Regions from separate parts of the Zea mays genome. Here region 1 is linked to region 2. Evidence: chromatin contacts called from public Hi-C data. All regions are on one chromosome and are shown on one strand. Each heading gives the region's core, a stretch centred on a gene start, on an enhancer-like site or on the middle of the called end of the contact. The rest is flanking DNA. Distances are from core to core; before and after follow the strand shown.

Region 1 (4,680 bases), core at 493-2,992, 750 kb before region 2:
ACACACGTGGTGAATTTTTTTTCTTGGAATTCAGCAATAGTGAATTGAAATTACCACACTATATTTGTTGAAGATTTTGTAGCAGAACAGAAGGAGGTTGGAACACATCATTTTGTGGCACTGGGCTAATGGCAATGTTGCGTAAAGCAATAGATGGAAGATGCTTTGTTCTGTTACATCAGAACTGGCTACCTTTGACATTTCACTAAGTTGATCATGAATTTCTTGACGTAAACAGATCATGGTTGTCCTTTACAATCTGTAGAATTTCGTGAGTGGCCAGCCACCAATAATCCAATATCAAGCAGTTGGGGGTAGCAAACAAAATTGCAGAGAACCAAAAGCTCTGGTTTTCCACAGTGCTGACAAGGACCGGAGGAAAAAATCGGCATCTTATCGTATCCCGGAAAATTCTTATCTGTGGAGCGGAAAAGTCCAAACACCTATTCAAGCCATGACTCTCAGTGTCAGTGATGACGCACAAGGCCAAGAAGTCACACATCCCGAGTCCTAAGGGTGAGGGCAAAGGTGGAATTGGAAATGGCCATAATTGCAGAAGGCACGCAAGACGATGGTGGGTAAAGGCGACGTTGGACAGAAGAGTCGAGTGGCCGATATCTCCAAGAGATGAGGACTGGTACTGTACACACAGCTAGTGGTAGACAGAGCAAGAGAAATGAAGATGAGGTGATCACTCAGAAGAACTAATTGTAGAGAGATTACATGAGAAAATCATGTATGTGTTTTTGTTTTTTTTTTAAAAAAAAGCGAAATCTACAAGGTTCAACCTTTACGTCAGGAGTCATCTATGGAGCAAAAGGAAGCCAGCCAAATCTGACAACAATCTAAAGGCGATACTAATTGTAGAGAGATTACATGTGAAAATCATGTATGTGTTTTTATATTTTTTTTGAAAAAAAAAGAAGGCGAAATCTACAAGGTTCAACAACCTTTACGTCAGCAGTGATCTATGGAGCAAAAGGAAGCAAGCCAAATCTGACAACAATCTAAAGACCGCACCTCTACACACGGGCATCACAAGTTTTAAACACCCAGGAATTCAGATAGTGATGCCTGCTCGACTGATCAGATCCAAAGCGCAACAAGAAAAAGATGACACCACACGACATATTTATCCCGATCCCCTTGAAGCGAACAAAGAAACCCGGGGGGAAACAGAGGTGGGGGCATGCGGTGGTATCATCATGAACAAAGACAAGATCAAAGACAAGATCAGGAACCCGTAATACAAAAAAAATAGAGAACAAAAAAATCCTGTTACGAACACGAAACAGGGACCGCCGCAAGACCAAAATCCATAGCAGTGTACTAGTGGTACGGGCATATTGTGAGGTCCAAGAAGCCCGGAGCAATGAATCGAAACAATACCTGTCCTGCGCGGCGCAGAGGGGGCAGCGGGCGGCGCGCCGGCAGGGGCCCTCGCCAGGAGGCAGCGGGAGACGAGCGAGGACGCGGCCCTCCGAGCCATGCGGGAAATTTATTGCGCCCGCCGAAAATCGAAGCCTCCGCTACTGGTTCCTCCGATCCTCCGCAGGCGCAGTAATGGAAGCGGATGTCCTCCTCTAGTACTTGCAGCAGTGCCCGCCCGCAGCAGGAGAAGCGGCAGGCAGAGGAGGTTGGTTGGTTGGTGTGGGAGTGAGGACCAGTAAGTAATGGCTGCCGGTGCCTGGTGCCTCCCCCTTTGCGGCTTTGCCCCCTCTTGCGCTTGGATTTGGTTTGGGCTTTTGGGATTTCAGGGCTCGAATGGGAAAACGAGGGTGTTTATGGCGTTATTTTAAGAGCAAGTTTAATAATAAAGTTTATTGTTAGCTTTAAATTCTTACTAGTCGGTTGCCCGCGACGGCTTACAACAATACCCACGTAAACTATCCATCAAAAAATTTCAAGATTTTTTATTGATTGTCTCCGCTCTCTGTATAATATATTTTTTGATTTGGCTAACTGATGTTATTGTTTACTCCATGCAAATATGTCTTGGTACAACACGGCCAATAAAGTGAGCGATTAGAAGAGAGTTCACAACGATTGACTGAATGAATAGAGATTATAAAATGACATAATTTCATCATACAGAGACCAAATAAGAGAGTTTATGAGATCAAGTTTCTAAAATAAGTCCCAAGTCAAACTTATAAAAAAGATAAATCAAAATATGGAGTGATTGCTAAAATCAGGCATCAATAAAACTGGATACGCTCCATATAACTTATGCTACTTCATAGCAATTACTAACGTTTAAAACCAACAAATAACCTTTCATTTTGTTGTTAGTGTGACAAATCATTGCTGCTCCATCCAATTCAGCAACCTCAAACACCATGTAGTCCATTGTGGTCTCAGAAACGACCTAATGCTTTCAAGAGCCAAGAACGTCGTGTCGTGCTTGGGCTGTAGCCTCGGCCCGTAGTGCTGGCCCGGCCCGACACGATTATTTTTCTATTTTACAAAAAAACGTATATACCTATATACAATTTATATTCAATATTAAAAATATCTTAGTGTGATGTTCTAGTGGTTAGACAGTTTCACCTAGTGTCTCCTGCACTTCTTCTATCAGGGGCATGTGTTCGAACCCCACCTCCTGCACCATTTTTTTAATATTTTACGCTGATTTAATTAAATGGATCGACGGGCTAACGGGCTGGCCCGACACAGTTAGCAGACCGGCATGAAGTGTTTGTGCCATAATTGTGGCCCGCGTGCCGATTTAATTAAATGGATCGACGGGCTAACGGGCTGGCCCGACATAGTTAGCAGACTGACATGACGTGCCTGTGCTATAGTTGTGGCCCGCATGCATCTAGCCCGTGTCGGGCATCGTTTGGCATCTATAGACGTGCAGCAGATTAATTTGAAATAGCTGTGAGGGGTTATTTGTAGCTTTAAGTATAGTATAGATTATATCATCTAGAACTAGAACCAATAATAAACACACTTATATAATAAAGCTGATTTTAAGGTTGGCTCTTAGATAAATCTCTCGTCTTTTTCTTTTTCATCATTTTATCTTTAAACTCATGTAACACCTAGCTCTTACATAAAACATTACTCGCTCTACTTTTTAATGTCAGGTTTAGAGCTTATTATTATACTTGATCTGAATGGATATATGATGAGGCTGGCGCTGTGGATGGGATGGATGTGGGGCCCACAAAAGGGTGGTGGGGTGTGTGAACTACTAGCTGCACCAGGCCAGCAGGTTCAGATGGTGAGGCCGTGGACTTTTCTAATTTAAGGGAAGAAAAAAAAACTACCTCATCTTCATTTCTGGCCGTTGAAATTATGGGATTAACCAAGGAAAGCAGTAATTATGACATTGGTAGTAGGATACTATGGTGAAATTAGTTGTCGCCGGCTGCAAGTATGTCCGTGGGCTAGGGCATATTTGGATCTATGAGTTAGGCCTACTTACTAGTTTGGACAAAAAAAATAATAATTTAAATTAGTTAAGCTTAGGTAGTCATGCTTGAAATTGGATCTATGAGGTAGCAAGTAACTATTAGTTAAAAAGTTATCATCTAGAGAGAGAGAAAAAATCATTTTATGAAATTCTGTGAATCGCCGCCTAATCGCGTTTGTAGTCATGCTTGAAGTGGGCGGGCTCACACAGAGAAAGCGTTATGTACCGTCAGGCAGTGCTGTCACGTACAGAAGATTAGCAGCTAAAATATTATATCCGTCGACATACAGCATATCTATATCTGACTTGACACATAAACCGTATCCAAATATATATTGGCTACAAAACAAAGAAAAAATGTGAATGTATTATATTATTGAAATATCGTCAATTATTTGTAAATAAAGGTAAACAATTATAATAGAGCAAGAAAAGAACACTAATTAATAGTCTAATAGTCATAGATATATTGAATATATGAGTATTTTTATAATAATAAATGAAAACATATGTGTTCTTAAGACGGCTATAAATTACTCTACAAATTTGTAGCTGTAAGGGCATTACAATCCCATTAATTATGGGGTCTCTAGAGATGTAAGTGAAAACAAAATCAAGAGACGAGCTCTTCAGGAAGAGTTTGTCTCCACACGACTATCGATACATATTGTCTACTAACTGCACTTATGATCTATAGGATCAGAATTGTATCATGAAGTCTCTTAGTTTTCTCTTATACTAATCGAGCCAATAACTCAAGGTTATACACGCCCTAAGGGTAACTAGTCAAATGCTTATGCATCTGTTGAGCACTAATTTGAGCCGGCGGACGGTCCGGCCCTGAGGGCGGACGGTCCGCGGTCCGAACAGTCCGCGCCTGTGGGCCGGACGGTCCGCGCAGGCGCAGAACATATTAGGGTTCCGAGTTTCTTGCTATGTTCATTGGCGAGAATCTCGGGATAAACTCGGAGATTTGTTTGTAACGGGTCCAGCCTCACTCCTCTATAAATAGAGAGGTATACGGCCGATTTGGGAGAACGAATCGAACCTTCAACCAATACAATTTATATTTTATCCTAGGAGTAGTTCTAGTCTAGTTTAGATTTAGTCTTCCAATCCCCAAATCCTCCGCTTCTCTTCGACTCTACGTCGATTAGAGTAGTCTAGGTCAATCTACCCGAGCCTAGACACCACCTAGGATCTCTACTCCCCGACGGGGTCCCTCCTGGGAGCGAGATCCAGGCGCCGCCGGCGATCCT
Region 2 (4,511 bases), core at 1,636-4,135:
AGGAAAAACCATGACGCTGTAGCTGTAGCTGTACCTCGAAGAGGAAACGGAGTATGTGGTGTGGTGTCGATCAGATGTACTAAGAAACATCGCATGGGATGGGAACCTACACTGATGACCAAGTAATGTTCGGGGCGGATGTTGAAGGTCCTGGAGAAGAAAAACCGTTTCTCGAATTGCAGACTCAAGGGCTTGAAAAAATGCTTCACATCCTCCACAGACCTGACCAAAAAAAAATGGCTGTCAATTTAGCAAAAAAAAAAAGAGAGAAAAGGTATATTCAATTAAGAGATTTCGATCCTGTTACCTCACTGGAAAATCAGATTTCATGCAGAAAGGAAGTGTTTTGTCCGAGTCATCTTGTACGAACCTTGGGGATGCAGCCTCCTTCAGCTGTTAAGTTAGAAAGAAAACATAAGAACTGACCGGTGTTTGTGATTCCATCAATCGATAGAAGAACCGACACTCACCGAAGATATCAATCTTGTAAGCGCCTCGTCTGGGAAATATGTGTATGTGGACCCAGTGTCAAAGACCACTTGAGTCAACTTCCCTTGCGCATTGAGCTGTTGATCCCCATGGTTTATCTGCTTGACTTGGGCTCTGCGTACATCACTGAAGCTTGCAAGTATCAGTCACACGACCTAAATTTTTTTTATGTAAACTTTACATGGCAGCGTTTTCATGTGCAATTTTGTTTCACAGGAAAGGGTTCCATATATGCCACATTGAAGAGTCCCTGGTATGCTGTTAGGAACTGATGCAACTACAGTATGTACCACATAGAAGGGCTGCATATGTGCTCAGGCTAAAAAAAAAGAGGCATTTTGTTGCACCTGTTTTTTTTGGCAACTACAGTACATATCTGTGATTTGAGTAGAGACAGCATGCAGCTCAGGGAATAAAAAATGACCAAACTTGTAGCATCATTGTGATACTATGGAGACAGTAGAAAAGCAGGTGGATAGTTTTCCCCCTTGTATGGATTGGGTCTGGAGTCTGGACTCTGGAGAGTGACAAGAAAGGGTAGGATTGCTGAGGATACGTTGCAAGCAAAGCATATCGCATTTGCTCAAAACGGTGCATGACATCCGAGGAAAAGAACGACAGCCACACGAACTGAAATGGTTTTTCCATAGGACGACAGGGGGGTGGGGGCAACTTACTCTGCTGGACCATCGCGGATAGGGACCCAAGTCATTCCCCACCTGGGAATGTAATCGTCGCCAAGAAACAAGTAACCACCAGCACCGCTGGGATCTGTCGACATGCAGTGGCCGAACGCATTGGAAATGATACCTCTGCTGGCTAGCTGTGTAGGAAGGCTCAGTGCCTTGTTGGTCAGGCCGAGAACTCCGTCGGTGGTTTCTAGTGCGTTCAAAAGAACTCCCTGCTGGTCGTACCCGCACCTGTATGTGGAAGACAAACGGCAGTTAATTTCTTAAACGAAGTGGTAATCAACAGCAATCGCTATTGTACATGCATATTGGAAGGTTGGCCCATACCCAAACACAATGTCTGCATTCTCCCTTTCACCATCTTCGCCGACGAATTGCATACTGTCCCTTACATAAACGCCCATGGAGGAGCTTCCGTCGGCATAGCTGATCTCATAGTCGCACTGGTTTGGGTTCTCATGCTGGGCTCCTTCACAAAGTGGGTCGCTGGCAGGAAGTGCATCCGCCGTCCTTGCGGGCCTATATAAAGGGTGAGCTCCCTGAAACAACATCGGACAATGTTTTCATTACAGGATTAAAGAATTTTGGAATGGGGACTTCGTGTTTTTCCACCGATTATTAAGCTCGTCATGCCACAAACAACATCGTAGTAAAGCAGAGCATCGTCGTCGAGCATGTGGCTGAAGCTTTATGCGCATACCTTTGCACAGCTCGCGCATGGCGGCGCGTCGCACTGGACCCATGTTGTGTGGCTCCCAGTGTCGACGTCAAGAAAATAAGGCCTTGGAGGACTGCCCAAAGAGATAGCGGTGTAGTATAGCCTGCACGTACGGGGTAAACATTTAAAAGGAATGGGAAACAATGCGATGCTAATAAATAACAAAGGAGGACGCAGTCCTTCTCCGGCAAAAAGGCAGTTAAATTAAACAACAAGGAAAGAACAAATTCGTAGAAACCCGGTCAGTTTTGTTCGAGAGGATGTAAAAACTAAAAACAACATCGAAAGGAACGGAGGACGCAACTACGGAGTACGGAACCGAATCCTTGCAGCAGCGCCCTGCACTGCACTGCACGTACCCTTCCGGGAAGAGGTTGCCGGCGAGCGAGTGCGGGAATAACGTGGAATTCTGCGGCCAGTCGTCGCCGCCGCGGCGTGGTGGCTTCGGGTAGAGCGGCAGCAGGAAGGACGTGCGGCCGCCCGGGTGCTCGTCGTCGCCGCCGTCCTCCTGCCGCCGCGCCTCCAAGAGGCGCCAGGCCGCGCCGGCGTCGTCGTCCCCACCCGCGTACAGGCAGGCGTAGGCCGCCGCCGCCAGCGCCAGCGCCGCGAGCGCCAGCACCGCTGCTCGCCACAGCGAGGACGTGGCCCCCGCCGGCGTCCGCTCCTCCTCGTCCCCGCTCTCCTCGTCTGGGCCGTCGGCGTCACGAGGAGGAGCGGAGGCGGAGGCGGGCAGCGCGTGCGCGTGCGCGTCGTCGGGGACCACGATCATGACGTGGCCGTTGGCGTTGGGGATGATCCGTTGGTGCTGCTTCTTCCCCTCGTCGTCCTCCATGTCGCGGCCGCGTGATCGGGAGCGGTAGAAGAGGAGAAGGCGGAGGAGAGGAGCTCGCTGGCCGGGCTGTCGATCGCGGCGCGGTGGAGACCGGAGAGAAGCAGGCCGCGCAACGCAATGCCACGCGAGCTGCGTGCCTGAGAGGGAAGGATGGAGGGAGGTCGGCGACTGGTTTGTTTCGCGGCCTGGGTTTGGTATATCACTGGTCCGCCTCCGAATCCGAGGACCGAGTCCCGAGTCCCGACGACCCCGCTGAGGCCTGCCTGCGGGTCGCGGATGGCGCTGGCTATAGGTATAGCGCGCCCGGTTTGACTTGAGCCGCCGCGAGGTGGGGGCGGGGCGGGGCGGGGCCGCTAGTGGTCCCTCTGGGGGGCATGACGGGGATTTCCGCGTGCGATTCAGTTGCCCAGGAAAAAAAAAGAGGTCGGTCCCGTTGCTCTTTCTCTCTCGCTCGTCGCGCGTGTTGCGGCCGTATGCGTCGCATCGTATGGATGCGCAGCACGAGCACGGCGCTTCCCTGCCTGTCACTGTCGTGGCCACTTGTAAGCTGTAAACCAGCGTGATGTTTGCTGTTGGTGGTGTGGCAATCCATCTAGTTAGTGGTGGACTAGCTACGTATGTTTCTAGAATTAATTAATGCGCTGGGGTGTTTTCACGGCGTGACAATTATGGAAATATACTAGTATGTACAAACTTCTCAGTAAATACGGCCGAATAGTATACGTATACCTTTGAAGTTTGAAACAATATTCTATAGGCGTATTCTTCTAGAACGGTGGCACAGGCTCTCTGGATAATTGGCATTGGGTCAGTGATATTCGTGGTGCTCTTTCCTTGAGTGGGTTGCAGCAATACCTGTTGTTGTGGGATACTTTGGGGAACGTTAGGCTCTCTCATGATGCTGACAGACATGTTTGGATGCACTCTTCTTCTGGGATGTTCTCCTCAAAGTCCTGCTATAAGGCTTTTTTCATGGGTTCAATTTCGTTTGAGCCATGGAAACGTTTGTGGAAATCCTGGGCTCCCCCAAAATGCAAGTTCTTCCTCTGGCTGACGATAAGGAATAAGTGTTGGACTGCTGATAGACTAAGGAGGAGAGGGCTGCAACATCCGGTTGTTTGTGTTCTTTGTGACCAAGAGCAGGAAACAGTGCAACATCTTTTGTGTACTTGCAGTTTTGCCAGGCAATTTTGGCATGCTATTCTTGTTCCCTTGTGTCTTGGGGATCTCATTCCTGCTGTTGATGAAATCTCATTTGCTGATTGGTGGAGGAAGGCGCTTAAGAAGGTGCCCAAATTCAGAAAGAAAGGCTTCAACAGTCTCATTATTTTGGGGTCTTGGTGCATATGGCTGACTAGAAACAAAGCTGTTTTTGATAGTGTAAACCCTTCCATGTGTTTTGTTAAAAGCTTATTTCTGAATGAGTTAAGTTGTTGGGAGAGGGCTGGGGCTAAGCAGCTAGCAAGTTTTGGTCTTCCTGCTATTATGAGCAGGGTTTAGAGTGTGGTCAAGTGTTCTGTTTGCCCTACGGGCATTGTAGTTTGGTCCTCTTGGACCTTTTCCTTTCTTAATATAATGACGTGCAGTCCTCCTGCGCGTTCGAGAAAAAAAAAACCTTTAACCAAGGAGGACCAAAGCTATCCGGATGGAGTAGATCATTTGCTCTCTACCTACTACGGTTTACCTTACCGTTTTAAGTTTAAATACCGCTCACCAGGTTTCGGAATTTCGCCGAAAAACTGTAAAAACCAGGAAAAACGGACTGGTTTGGCATTTTTAATTC

Evidence for each region. Hi-C and Micro-C count contacts between places; a contact is called where the count stands out from the background.
Region 1: a Hi-C map of ear shows a contact between it and region 2, with 1.9 times the contacts expected there. The contact joins the promoter of LOC732806 here to the promoter of LOC100280120 in region 2. A contact is called at or near these places in 2 of 25 Hi-C or Micro-C datasets (bundle sheath and ear).

Annotation. Positions count from the first base shown.
Region 1 is chr9:36,438,179-36,442,858 of Zm-B73-REFERENCE-NAM-5.0, reverse strand. It overlaps LOC732806 (restorer of fertility 2), which reads right to left and starts at 1,742. Exons shown (of 11, transcript NM_001112421.1): 1 at 1,390-1,742. The coding sequence starts at 1,489.
Region 2 is chr9:35,688,979-35,693,489 of Zm-B73-REFERENCE-NAM-5.0, reverse strand. LOC100280120 (Aspartyl protease APCB1) reads right to left here and starts at 2,885. Exons shown (of 9, transcript NM_001153056.2): 1 at 2,256-2,885; 2 at 1,879-1,999; 3 at 1,506-1,717; 4 at 1,167-1,409; 5 at 471-615; 6 at 308-393; 7 at 111-222. The coding sequence starts at 2,728.